Linked DNA regions of Mus musculus: region 1 is linked to region 2. Evidence: chromatin contacts called from public promoter capture Hi-C data. All regions are on one chromosome and are shown on one strand. The core of a region is the stretch at or near the end of the contact, and the rest is flanking DNA. Distances in the headings are between cores, read along the strand shown. Region 1 overlaps Usp6nl (USP6 N-terminal like). Region 2 holds the start of A230108P19Rik (RIKEN cDNA A230108P19 gene).

Evidence for each region. Promoter capture Hi-C pulls out the DNA fragments that hold promoters and counts their contacts.
Region 1: a promoter capture Hi-C map of pre-B cells shows a contact between it and region 2, with 3 times the contacts expected there. The contact joins the enhancer-like site here to the promoter of A230108P19Rik in region 2. A contact is called at or near these places in 14 of 39 promoter capture datasets (the C10 cell line, cranial neural crest, embryonic stem cells and 8 more), 3 of 484 Hi-C or Micro-C datasets (bone marrow-derived macrophages, cerebral cortex and pre-megakaryocyte-erythroid progenitors), 1 of 115 datasets of contacts at active chromatin or transcription factors (pancreatic cancer cells) and 1 of 9 other capture datasets (adipose tissue).

What each region holds. Positions count from the first base shown.
Region 1 is chr2:6,370,728-6,376,907 of GRCm38.p6, reverse strand. The region is part of intron 2 of Usp6nl (USP6 N-terminal like); the gene reads right to left. Among named protein-coding and RNA genes, the nearest start is that of Usp6nl, 51 kb to the right of the region's middle. Within about 2 kb of position 2,482, at least 19 of the 459 cell types and tissues checked have an H3K27ac peak or open chromatin away from gene starts, as enhancers often do. A contact at or near this core is called in pre-B cells and stem cell-derived epiblast-like cells, where this site is marked.
Region 2 is chr2:6,189,005-6,195,543 of GRCm38.p6, reverse strand. A230108P19Rik (RIKEN cDNA A230108P19 gene) reads right to left here and starts at 2,293. Exons shown (of 7, transcript NR_040333.1): 1 at 2,223-2,293. It overlaps Echdc3 (enoyl Coenzyme A hydratase domain containing 3), which reads left to right. Exons shown (of 5, transcript NM_024208.4): 5 at 5,893-6,539. The coding sequence ends at 6,204.

The sequences.
Region 1 (6,180 bases), core at 1,233-3,732, 180 kb before region 2:
ACACTCTAAGGTGCGTGGTGCTGAAGTGGTTTCCCTTCACTGGAATCATTATAAAGTGCTAACGTGTTTTAAGGATACAAGATGGACTTTTGTAGAAGCTGCTTATTATAAACAAGTATGCAAGTTTCTTCAAGAGTTAAACTGAAGTAGTTTGGTATTACTGCATGTACCATTAAGTACAATAAAGCTTTATTTTTAAAAAATATCTTACTAGCTTCCAACTGCAAGTTGATGGGCAGGAAAAAAAAAGCGCCCACAAAGGGCTTTTGTACCCAATATCCTGTCTCTAATTTATACTCCAGTTAACAGAAGTCAGTTCTACAGTAATTTTGTTCAATTCTTTCCAATCTCTTTTATATATCTATATAGCACATACACTCTTTGGAGCAAAAACTTAATTCTAAAGATCAAACTTTAAAGGCAGTATTTTTAACATATCTACCACTGGCAAATTATGGTATGTGAATATTATACAAAGACTTCAGTATTTCCCAACAAAGACAGTTTCGTAAAGCAAACTCAGTATCCTCCACAAAGCTTGAGGGCAGGGCGTGAGCTGACTGTCCCTGCCTCAGTGAAGGCACAGCTGCTTCAGACAGCATCCGCTTAAACCCAACTTTGGTATCACTTTGAATATCAGTATGAATAAATTAAAAGTAGAGCAGGAGCAGAGTTGTGGCTCAGTTGGTAAAGTGATTGTCCTCCAAGCATGAAACCCACATAAAAAAAGCAGCTGCACCGGGCGTGTGCTTGTAGTCACCCCAGCTCACGCCAGCGCTAGAACGGCAGACCCTAGGTCCTAAGTTCCAGTGAGGCTGTCTCAAAAAACAAGGTGGATGGCTCCTGAAATATATACTCTCAAGGCTAACCTATAGCTTCCACATGCACAGGTATGAACATGCACACTCTCATACATATGTATCCCCTTACACAAACACATAAGTAAAACTAGAGTTGGCCTGGACAAACTCTTAACTTACACATGAGTAGTTCACAACTTCCTGTAAGAAGCCTGAACTGTTGTACAGTGTACATGACACTATATCTTCAATGTAACAAGTCCTTATTTGGGCATTTTAAGACTTTTTATTTTTTTATTTTACTTTATTTTATTTTATTTTTTCGAGACAGGGTTTCTCTGTATAGCTCTGGCTATCCTGGAACTCACTCGGTAGACCAGGCTGGCCTCAAACTCAGAAATCCGCCCTGCCTCTGCCTCCCAAGTTCTGGGATTAAAGGCATGTGCCACCACTGTCCATCTTAAGACTTTTTTAAACCACATTTATTTACATGCATGCACCCACTTATCACATTGAGACAGAGGAATTTTTGTTGGGCACCAGCAGGATGGGAATAAAGTTGCCAGTACTTTAATCCTGAGACAAATTTTGAAAAATAACTTTTAAAATAGCTACAATTTATCTAGTTGTAACCCTTGTATGTGGGCCATGAGTGAGGAAACCTGCCCACGGCAGCCAGAGGAGGCAGAGCCGCGCCTGTAGGGAAGGACAAAGCCCTGGACTCCTGAGGACGATGCCTGGAAAGAATGGGCAAGAGAAATGGCTCCAGCTGTGGGGGTAGGAGGTCTGAGGACCCCTCAGCTCTGTGTGACATTTTCTCTGGCCTTAAACTCACTCCTCAGTTGAACAGCTTTCCCTCATTCTCTACTTGTTGGTTTTTCCTCAATTCTGTCACTTCCCTTCCTTCTGCTGACAGTACAGAGATGAGGTCTCTGGTGCTCATCACATCCTTGATATCTGAAGATTTTATATTTATCAATTCCAGCTGTGCAGCAACTCCTAGAGGTAGTATGTATCAATGGGTATTTTCCTGAGACACTGTGACTAGAAAACCCAATCACTGACCTAGCAAGTCAGCCTCACTGCCTAGCTATGCTAGTCCCTGCCAATGTAGCTTTGTTTTTCTTGACTATCACAGGACAGAAAGCTGTGGAGATGGCAGTGGGGGTGGGGATGGGGGTGAGGATTACCAACAAAAACTAAACAAAACAAAAAAAATGCATTAGCCTCAGTAATTAAAAAAAAAAAGAAACATTTATTTCATGTATATGAATGTCTTACCTACATGTATGTCCATGCTACATGCTCTGCATGCCTGAGAACATCAAGAGATCCCCTGAAAACTCAAGTTAGAGACAGTTACACACTGCTGTGTGCATGCTGTGAACCAAACCCAAGTCCACAGAAAGAATGAACGCTCCGAGCTGTCTCCCCAGCCCCTCTGAGTAATTTGATTTACTAAGGCAATATAGCATGAGCTCTCTAGAGTCGATCTATACAAGTCATAAATCATGGATCTCCCCAGAATTTTGCTTCAAATTTTTTATATGAAATCAAATTTCTCCAGCACCTACAATAAGTCATCAACATAACAAAATGACAGCACAAACAGTGCAGACTCTGAGGATACACGGAGCTGCTAACGCATGCGCATAACAGTCTCCTGAGCAAAGCAAAAACGCAAGCGCAACCCTATCCCTGACCCTAGCCCCGCGGCACTGTAAAGCCTGAACGCCTCCAGCCATCGGTTACAAAGCACGGCTTTAGAAATACAAAGAGTTTAGGCTCGGGCATAAAGTGCTTGGCTTGCTATACATGTAGACGTTGGGAACAACAGACTCTTCTCTGGGCCGGGCGAAGCCAGGAGAAGCACTGGAGCTTATTGGTCAGCCATTCTAGCCAAATCAGCAATCCCCAAGTTCAGTGGGACACTTGGCTCACTGTCTCAAGAAAAAGGAAAAAAAAAAAAAAAAAAAAAAAAAGGAGAAACAAACAGCAATAGTAGAGAATGATGGAGGATACCTGACATGAACATTAGCATCTGGTCCTATATGTATATGCACACAAGCCTATACCACACATGTATACTAAACACCTAAAAATAAAGTATAAAAATATCACGTTGACATTCTAATTTATATTTTTAAAATTTTTTATCCCAGCACTTGGGAGGCAGAGGCAGGCAGATTTCTGAGTCTGAGGCCAGCCTGGTCTATAGAGTGAGTTCCAGGATAGCCAGGGCTACACAGAAAAACCTTGTCTCAAAAAAAAACAAAAAAAATTTTTTTTTTACAAACACATTTTAAGCTTTTTAACAAGTATGCTAAATAAAAAATAAACTTTCTCAAAATTTTTATGAGGCTTTATCCAGAAAGCTATAAAACGACTTGAAAAGAAGGAAGGAAGGAAGGAAGGAAGGAAGGAAAGAAGGAAGTCAACTACAGTAATCAAAATAATCCTTTCCTATCTTTATGAATACCTAAAAATTCCACAAACAGTCACTAGCAGCCTGCTACACAAGAACGAAAAACCAGTAAAGAATACAAAAGAGGAGCCCACACTTGGGAAATGAGTGGTTAAAGTTTCTAAAACATCATTTAGCAGTTCAAGTATTATGAGCACCATTTATTGCTGTCTCTAACGACCACAAATACAAAGATGGATTAAAAACACAGGCCCTGCAAAAGATCACAACCTCCTGAGGAACTGAGACGATAAATGCTGCCCCTTGATAAGCTAACAGCAAAGTCGCTCACCTACAAAGCAACGTGTGACAAAGCCTTACAATAATGGCAGGAGTTCATCACCTGAACGAGAGAGTCAGTGACCATGGAAATGCAGAGTCCTTTGCTTCACTGATGGCCACCTCAGTGCTGGCTTGCAATGATGTGAATGAAGAGAAACGTGATGGCCAAGGCTGTGGCTATGACTTCTCTTCTGAGATCAAAAGAAAACCAAGCAATAGTCCCTGCTCTACCAGGCCATTCAGGAAGGAATAGGGATGTAATGAACAGGGGTTAAAAGTGAGAGTAAGTCTCACATCTCCTCGATATGTGAACAGAAGAAAAGGCCCAGAGAAACATACTCAATTACCTCAGTGAACAAAATGGAAGATATAAAGGTCACACAAATGCTGACAGGACAATGAACTATGCTATCAAGGGCTGGATCCAATATTTCAAACCAAAGTATATAAGCCAAGTAACTGATTATATTATAAAGCTCCTGGTCAATTTATGTAACCTAAACAAATCAGCGTTGTTCTGAAGTAGATGTCTTTGGAAATTTCACTTACTATGTTTTAGTAAGTGCCGTTAGAGCGTTGGGAAAGATTTCTCCTTTAAACTACTTTATACATGGTACTGATCTTGCCAATCAACCAAAGTTTTGCCATGAAAAGAAAACAAAAAAACAAAAAACAAAAAAAAACAAAACACTGCTTTTCAAGGTTGGCAAGGAATATATACAAAAGCCTTTAATAAACTTGCTTACAAACAAATATTGCTACCCTTGTTAATAGTGGATAATTACAACTATTATAACTAACTCTGTGTGTATGTGTGTGTGTATTTGATTGTGTGCATGCATGTAAGCACGTATGCACTGCCTGTGGAGGCCAGAAACCAACATCCGGTGTCTTCCTCAGTCACTTGTCCCTTTATTTTTTTGAGACAGGGTCTCTCACTGGAGTTCTCCAATTTGACTAGATAGATTAGTGTCTTGCTGTCTGCTTCCTGATTTGCTGGGATTGTGGGTGTTGGAGATCTGAAGACAAGTCCTCATGCTTGCACAGCAAGCATTATACCAACTGAGCCATCTCCCTAGCCTCTAAGGGACTGTTTTAATCGTCAATCTAGTGGTGCCCTTCAGTTTATAAGTAACAATCCAAGGTTGAAAATTTCACAGACTCCCTTGTATGGAAGGCAAGGTGCCTGTGCTCAGGATGCTTAGAAACCAACAAATGTGCCCTTCCCCTAAGGGATGGCTTACCTACCATAAGGTTTTATCAGCAATAAAGGGCAAGGGCTGCTTTCAAAACACACAATACAATCATGTGGGGCAAAACTTAATTGAAAAGGAGCTTATTTAAAATTGGAACAAAACTTCAGTGTGAACACTCTTTGCCATTTCAACATTACGAACATCAGTCACTGATGTTTCTCACAGGCCATGCCTGAAGTCTGGCCCACTTTCTCCTGAAATCAGAAGCGCACAACGTCTGCACATGGCAAGTACACAGGAATGCCAACAGAAAGTGAAGTTATTTCCTTTAAATGCTATCAAGCACTACAAATCTTTTGGAAAATGTGGTTATCTTCTATTACAACATGCTGTAGAAAGGGCTTTCCTGTGGAATTATGTATGGAATGCATAAATATCAGTAAACATTTGCTAACTTCAGCTCTTCTGAAGTCTAAACAGTCTGACTGGTTCATTTACCAAACCATTTCTATTTCAGAAAATTAATCTCCAATTTTTTTTACTCCATTTTTTATTTAGCTTTTGTCCAGTTCAACAAAACTCTCAGTAACTTCCCTGCTGCAAACTGATCTCAGCCTGGGAAAGGCACAGCTTAAGAACAGATGTCAGGTGAATGAACCGTTACTGCCCAGTGTGCACCAGGTAGTGTTTGAAGCACGCTATAACACTCTATGCGTATTTCCAAGCATTCTATCTCATATTAACTAACCCTCTACTGTAGTCACAATTATTATTAAGTTACACATGAGGGAAAGAACACACTCTCAAGTTTCCATGTCTCACACAGCAGGTGACATAGCAAGATCTGAACACAGACAGTTGGAATCCACTCATTAAGCTACAACTGCCTATTAATTATAAAATAATAATCTTGCCCAGCTCATAAAATTCCTGTGAAGCTCACATGTAGTCAGAGTCATGGAAGCATCTGAAAGTTTTTAAGTACGCTGTAAACACAAGGTACTTATTACCAAAGTCTTAAGGCCATGACTGCCTGATGCCATTGACTATGGCCTTATCTAAGGAAGCAAAAGGGTTTTGTTGTTTTAGTTTGGTTTTGGCCTGGTTTGTTGTTGTTTTAAATTTAAAGGACTAGTCCGTAAAGCTCAACTCGACATGAATGATGTCCCTAGAAGATCTATCTCTCAAGCTCACAGCTCAGCCCATTCCAGCTTGGAATGTTCCAGCTATGAGTAGAAATGTCTTCCTTTTAGTCCAAAACTAATCACATGGCAGCCCTATAAGTACAAACCTCTGACAGTTTGTCCTCACACTGCTCAACACATGGCATTAAGTTCAGTTCTCCTTCACTCTCCAAGTCCCACGTGAGACCCAGGAAGAGGCTCAAGTGAGATCAGTACTAAGACTTTCCTGCATCTACAAGCATCACTTGCTCTCC
Region 2 (6,539 bases), core at 1,044-3,543:
TAGCTTGGGAAAAGTACCTCTGTGGGGGTGGGGAGATGCTTGCCAAACAAGCATGAAGACCTGAGTTCAATCCCCAGAACCTACATAAAAAGCCAGGTGGAGTGGTGCACTCCTGCAATCCTGATGCTGGGAAGGCAGATATAGCTGGATACCTGGAGCTGGCTGGTTGGCCAGGCAAGGCTACTCAGTGAATCTAGGCCAGTGAGAGATCCTGTTCCCCCAACCCCCTCCCCCATACAAACAAGATACATAGCACCTGAGAAACAATACCAGAAATTAGCCTCTGGCTTACACACATACACACACACACACCTACCACAGTATCTTCCATCTTCTATATTGGACATTCTGCCCAAAACCACTAGTGTCCTTCTGTGCTGGGGAGAGCAGCACTCACTGCCTGTTCCTCTGTAGCATCAAACAGCACGTGTCAACCTGTGAACTCGCCATATCTCAATCTTACAAGCCCCTCAATATGACAGTTTAGGTTTTTCCTTTTCAGAAAAGCATGGCCTTTGTGTAATCTCATTTGAAAATGCAATTGAAACAGTTTTGTTCCACCAAATGGCTGCCCAGGAGACACAGTGCACAGCGCGCTGACACAGCGCCAGTGACAAGGGGCTGAGGCTGAATCTCTGGCTAGTGATTTCTTGACAACCATTCTCATTCCAGAAAGGAGTTACAGTGTCTGATTTACAGTGCTGGGCTTACAGTGGTTAGACCAGAACTAGCCTGTCCATACTGTGGGACTCTGCACAAGGAGCAGCTGTGTGTCGGAGCTGTCTTGTCATCACTAATGACAATCAAGTCTGTTTCCCCTTGTAAAGCTGTCTTCCGTCCAAAACCTCACAGAATAGCGTTCAGTGGGCATCCATGAAGCGGAAAACCACAGTGTCTGTTCTGGGAGGAAGACATCCTGTTCTCAGTGGGAAATCTGGAAACGAAGGCGCAAACCTATATATGCAGCGAGCAAGGAGAACAGGCTATCTGGTCTTGAAACAACTGCCAAACTTAACAGTGGCTCACAGGCCTGAGGCAAGAAAGAAGTGAGACCTGAAGGGAAAACAGCAGTAGAGCCAAGGGGTGCCTGGGAGAATTTTGCCCTTCCCCAGGTCCTCCTGGTTAGTTTTGGCAGAAACGGGTGCACCTATGAAGATACTGCAGTTTACTACAAACCAGTATGCGGACACCAGGCTGGAAGTGGGCTACAAGCTGCAAGAGGTGAGGGTTTGCTCAAGCATCTTTCAAAGGGGAGGTGCTTGCTTATTATTTTAGATAGATATTTGCCTTAAGTGCAGCCATGTTTAGTGAATATTTCTTATATCATTGCCTGGACTTCAAGTCAAAATAGATTACAAATCTCCTGTGATACTCAAGGACTGTCTTGTAACTGCAGATGAAACCATGAAGCCTTTCATAGCAAGAAGTTGCTATACTGGTTCATCCTCTTTCCAACACATGACTTGCTGGAAGGTTCCATGGTAAAGGCATTTAAGTCCTATTGACAGGGTAAAAAATAGCAAGCCTTCTAAATTAAGGCTTATCAGAATTCCTAGAAACTTCAGACTGTCAAACTTTACAATTGTTTTTGAAAAGAAAGAGGAGAAATGTAACCAAAATATCCCTTGAATTCCATGGAAGCCCAGTTCTCGGAACCACATTGCGTAATCTGCACAGTGTGACAGATGAAGGGGCAAGGGCATCGTGAGAACCAGAATCGCTTTTTCCCTGCCAAAGAACGTTTTGTCAGGAAGCAGGCCTTCTCAAACGACAACAGTCTGTCCTGGGGGTGGGGAAGGCAGCTCCATCAGCAAATTCCAGCTGCACAAGCAGGAGGCCCTGAGTTCCATCTGCAGAGCACACTCATCAAAGCCAGGCCTCGCGGTGCACACTTGTCATCTCAGAGCTGAGGAGGCCAAAACGGGAGGATCCCCGAAGCTCTGGGACCAGCCAGTCTAAGTAATCAGCAACTTCTACCCACTGAAAGACATCCTGTAGATGCCTTTCAAAAAACAAGGTAGACAGCTCCTGGCAAACACCACCCAAGGTTGACTTCTGACCTCTAAATACACGTGCACACGTGCACCCAGTCCAATATGTGCATGCACACTTATGAGCGCGCGCGCGCGCGCGCACACACACACACACTCAGAATTATAGTTTCTCTTCATATTCTGGCCCCCCAGAAGAAGAGTGAACTCAAGCACACACTGTGAACGTACCATTGCATCTGCTGGTGATAATAGGTCCCTGTGTTTATCCGCAGAGAAGCAGGCAGGTGCTTTTGCAAACTGGCCTGGATGGACGTCTCAGTCCTTTCCTACTTAGGTGTTAGGACAACATGTGTTGGACTCTACTTCCCTCTGCTGGGCACTCTAGGAAAATGTTCTGCTGTGCTGGAAAGTTAAAGACTGCAGTTCTTCTACTGGGCAAAAGCCATGGAGTTGAGCATACTGTGTCAAGGCATGATTATTCATCTTATTTTTAAAGTCGTTCCCTTGAATTCAACCATGCATCTTCATTGTGCTATATAAAAGCCCTGCCTCCAGATGTTCTCTTCCCGAGGCCGGGCTGGCCATGCACAGCTAAGAGCCAGCACATCAGGCGTCCCATAAGTATATCAGTAAGTATTCCAGGAAAGCTAGAAAGGACTCGAGTCTCCTTCCAACACCAGTCCCTTCACCACGGGGAAAATCCTTGCTTCCGCTTACCTACCCACCTGGCTGTGTGTTTGCACACCCTTATCTCCCACAAGTCTAACTCAGAGTTCGATCCTCACCCATACCACAACTCCCACAGAGACTCGGACATGACTCATATCGACTATTTAACAGTGAGTTGCATGCCTAACATAATTTAGAAAATGCAGCTTAAAAGCACCCATGCATGCTAGCAACTTTTCCTAGTTTCCCGGCGAGATGAGGGCAGTGATCTGGTGTGTGTAACCTGTGCACACCTGGTGGGTGTGCACCGTATCCAACCCTCCCCCACTCATTCCTCTTTCTCCCTGCATCTCCTCAAGCTGCAGTCCACAGTCTCAAGAAGACAGACACCATTACTACAGCCTGAATGTGTTGTTCCCTGAGTTCATATGTTGCAGTGCAATCATCAAAGTGACAGCTGTTGGAGGTGGGGCCTTGGGATGTGATGTTGGGTCAAGAGTAGAACCTCATGATGGGACTAGAGTCTGTGGGAAAGGGGTGTCAGGTCCCATGTGAGGACACAGTGATACATCAGTCTCTGAACCTGGAGTCAGCTTTCTCCCTGGACACTAAATCTGCTGATGCCTTGAACCTGGGCTTCCCAACCTCCAGAGCATGAGATCTTCCTGCTTCTCAGCCACACAGTTTATGGCCTTTTGTTCTTACAGTCTGGATAAACCAAGGCATGGGGCCCACCCAAAAGATAAGCAGAGAGGCCCCAGGATGCTGCAGCACACAGCCATCACATCTGTGTGGTCCCCTCTGCTTTGCTGATCCGCTCAGGTGCTGTGAAGCCTTGAAGCCAGTGTCAGAGTCACAGAAGTATCCAGTAGGAGTGAGGATGTTAATATTAGTCACTCCACTCACTGGCATCTACCGAGAATTCCGTTATCTCGGATTAATCTGTTATCTGGAATAATCACCAGGGCGTGGAGAATGCAGGTACCCATTCGTCTGTCCAGAGGACGGATCAGACTCTGAAGGGTCAGTTGGTTTGACTCTGGTGTCTGTCTCCAAACCTCTCCTTTCTAGAAGATTGTCTGACAACCAGGTTAAGTCACAGCCTCAAATCTTAATTGTCATTTTGAATGAATGTCCCCCTAGAGTAAAGAACTACTGACTTACCAACTTCTTAGGGTGACCAAAGAGGTGCCGCCCTGAATGGCAGTATGGGGCCATTAGCATAGAGGTGAAGGTATCTTTTCTTCTAGTTCATCTGAAGATCCTGTAAACTCACAGTGTAAAAACGTAGATACTAAGATATGACTGTGCTGATTAGCTGGGAAAACAACCTGCCTTTTCCTTACTGAATGTCACCCTCTAACCTCATGCTGTAAAAACATGTGGCTCCAGTAGGCAGAAAGGGAAACTGAAGCCTAGAGAGGGGATGAGCTTGGCAGGATGGCTTAGGATCCCAAAGGCAGGGGTAGAATGTCTTCTGGCCTTTGATCTTGTTCCGCACACGTCATCCTTGAGCATGAGGTATTGATCTCATGAATTCTTTCTTGGTCTTCTGGGATGAAGGGAGAGAATCCAGGATTGTAGACACAGAGGCTTAGTGGGGAAATGTATCCTTCTTCTGGTCTAATATTTTATCCTCAAACATGTGGAGAAGAGCAACATGCCAGAGTGCTCTAGGCTAACCTCTTCCACCCTTGTGTTGTAATCCCTACGAGGCCCTGAGTCCTCTTCTCCCCACCTTGTGTCCATCCCAGTGCATCAGCAGCCAGCCCCCTGCCTTCCACCAGCTTTTTCTCTGTTCTCTTGGTTCTTTGCCTCAGCAGCTAAGACTTCTGGGACATGTGCAGGGTCACTGTGGTGTCTGTTGTGCTGTTTTGTATGAGGTAGGGAATGTAGCGATCTGAACCTGACTGCAGCCCAGAGGCAAAGCAGAGATCCCAGAACAAGGTTCTCAAGGGAGCCAGACAGGAAAGGCTTCTCTCACCAGCATGTGGTACCAAGAGAAGGGCGGATGGAAAGACTGCACCTTTCATCCTGGGTTGGCAGCTGTAAGGTGCTTTGTGCTGCACTCTGCTTGCCTTCCTAGGCTCATTCATTCCTTTAAGGAAGGTTGTCTGCATTGTGCAAGGAAGTCTCTTAGTGCTGGGGATAAAGAACAGGACGTGCACCCACACCCCCTCCCTTGTGGGAGTTACATGCTAGCAAATGCAACCAACACATAAGCATGTATACTGTACAGTATACTGAATGGGGAAATGCATAAAGGGTGACCGTGTAACCGAAAATGAGAATTTTAAGATGGCAGCAGTGGAGGGCCTCCTTGAAAAGGTGACAAACAGGAAGCCTTGAGGGAAAAACATTCCAGGCAGAGGGGGAAACGAGTGCGTGGACCCTGGAGTGAGAACACACTTGGTGTCTGAGAATGGCCACCAGGATCTGCAGAGATGGAGAGGAAGCACCCTTGCTCTCTGTCCCTGTGCACCCCTCTTGTCCACATAGGCTTGAAGCTGTAGATGCTGACGTTTTAGGGTCATTAAATGGGGTTCACCCTGTGGCAGGCAAGCTGTAGAATCCAGGGGAGGGGAGAACTTGCACCCCATCTTCCTGCAAGCTTAGCATCGGGGAAAGGGCCTGAGAGGGCAGCAGTTCCCCTCCTTGCCTTATCCTGCCTACTTGAGCATCACGGTCACGCCAGGCTCTGCATCTGGGCCCTGAAGACATTTAAGTCTCTTCATGTCCCTAGAATAGAAACTACTCTTTGGGGATCCTGCTGAGGAAGTAGCACCCATGGACTTGTGTTCCTGTGGAAAATGGCCCCCCGTACCATTCGTAGGAGGTTTTGAGCCTTTCCCAGAGGGATCCATGGTGGTCCCTGTCAGAGGGGCTGCCTTTCTACATGTGGCCTTTAAGGGGTACATGGACTCCCCAGGACTACCAGGGCCTACTAATCAAATCTGTGCAGCACCAAGAGGACCCAGGGGGAGACCCCACCTGTTCTTGGATTCTTGTCTTTTCTTGGGTCTTAGAATGATCTGGTTGTCTCCCTGGCAAGGAGTTGGGTGTTGACAACATCAAGGGGTGTCATTTGACAGATGGTGTGTCATTTGAGGAAGCAGATACCTGAGCTGAGGCATGCAAGTCTAGAGAGTGACTGTCTCAGTACGGCTGGGGGCTGAGGAAGCCTTGGGTATGAAGAACGCTTGACTGACTCCACCTGTCCCTTCCTCAGGTGGCCCTGGAGATGCTCTTTACTGGGGAGCCCATTTCTGCCCAGGAGGCCTTGCGCCATGGCCTTATCAGCAAAGTGGTACCAGAGGAACAGCTGGAGGCAGAGACCATGAGAATAGCAAAGAAGATTTCCTCTTTGAGCCGCTCTGTGGTGGCGTTGGGCAAGGCCACCTTTTACAAACAGCTGCCACAAGACCTTAGAACCGCCTACTTCCTCGCCTCCCAGGCCATGGTAGACAACCTGGCCTTGCAGGATGGGCAGGAAGGAATTGAAGCCTTCATCCAGAAGAGAAAGCCCATCTGGTCACACTGAGCCCGCATGAGGAGTGCTGAGTTAATGGTCAGCCCTAGCTGACCCCCAGCCCTCCCATCTCCTCCTCTCAACCCAACCATATACTGCCACCTCTTGATTGTAAGAGAACATTGCCAGCCTTTCTAACTTGGATGTTGGTTTCTCAGTGTGTGATCTGTATTGAATGCCATGGTTCTGTGGGAAATGAATACAGGGGAGGGAACGACTTGCTAGGTCAGTGGGCAGGTTAATATGCACTGGGGTGTGCAGGCTGTGACAGAAACCCCAGTACCCAACGGAGCCTGAAGTGAGGTGCTGCCCATACAGAGGACAGTCAAGTGAAGCGTGAAGGAAGG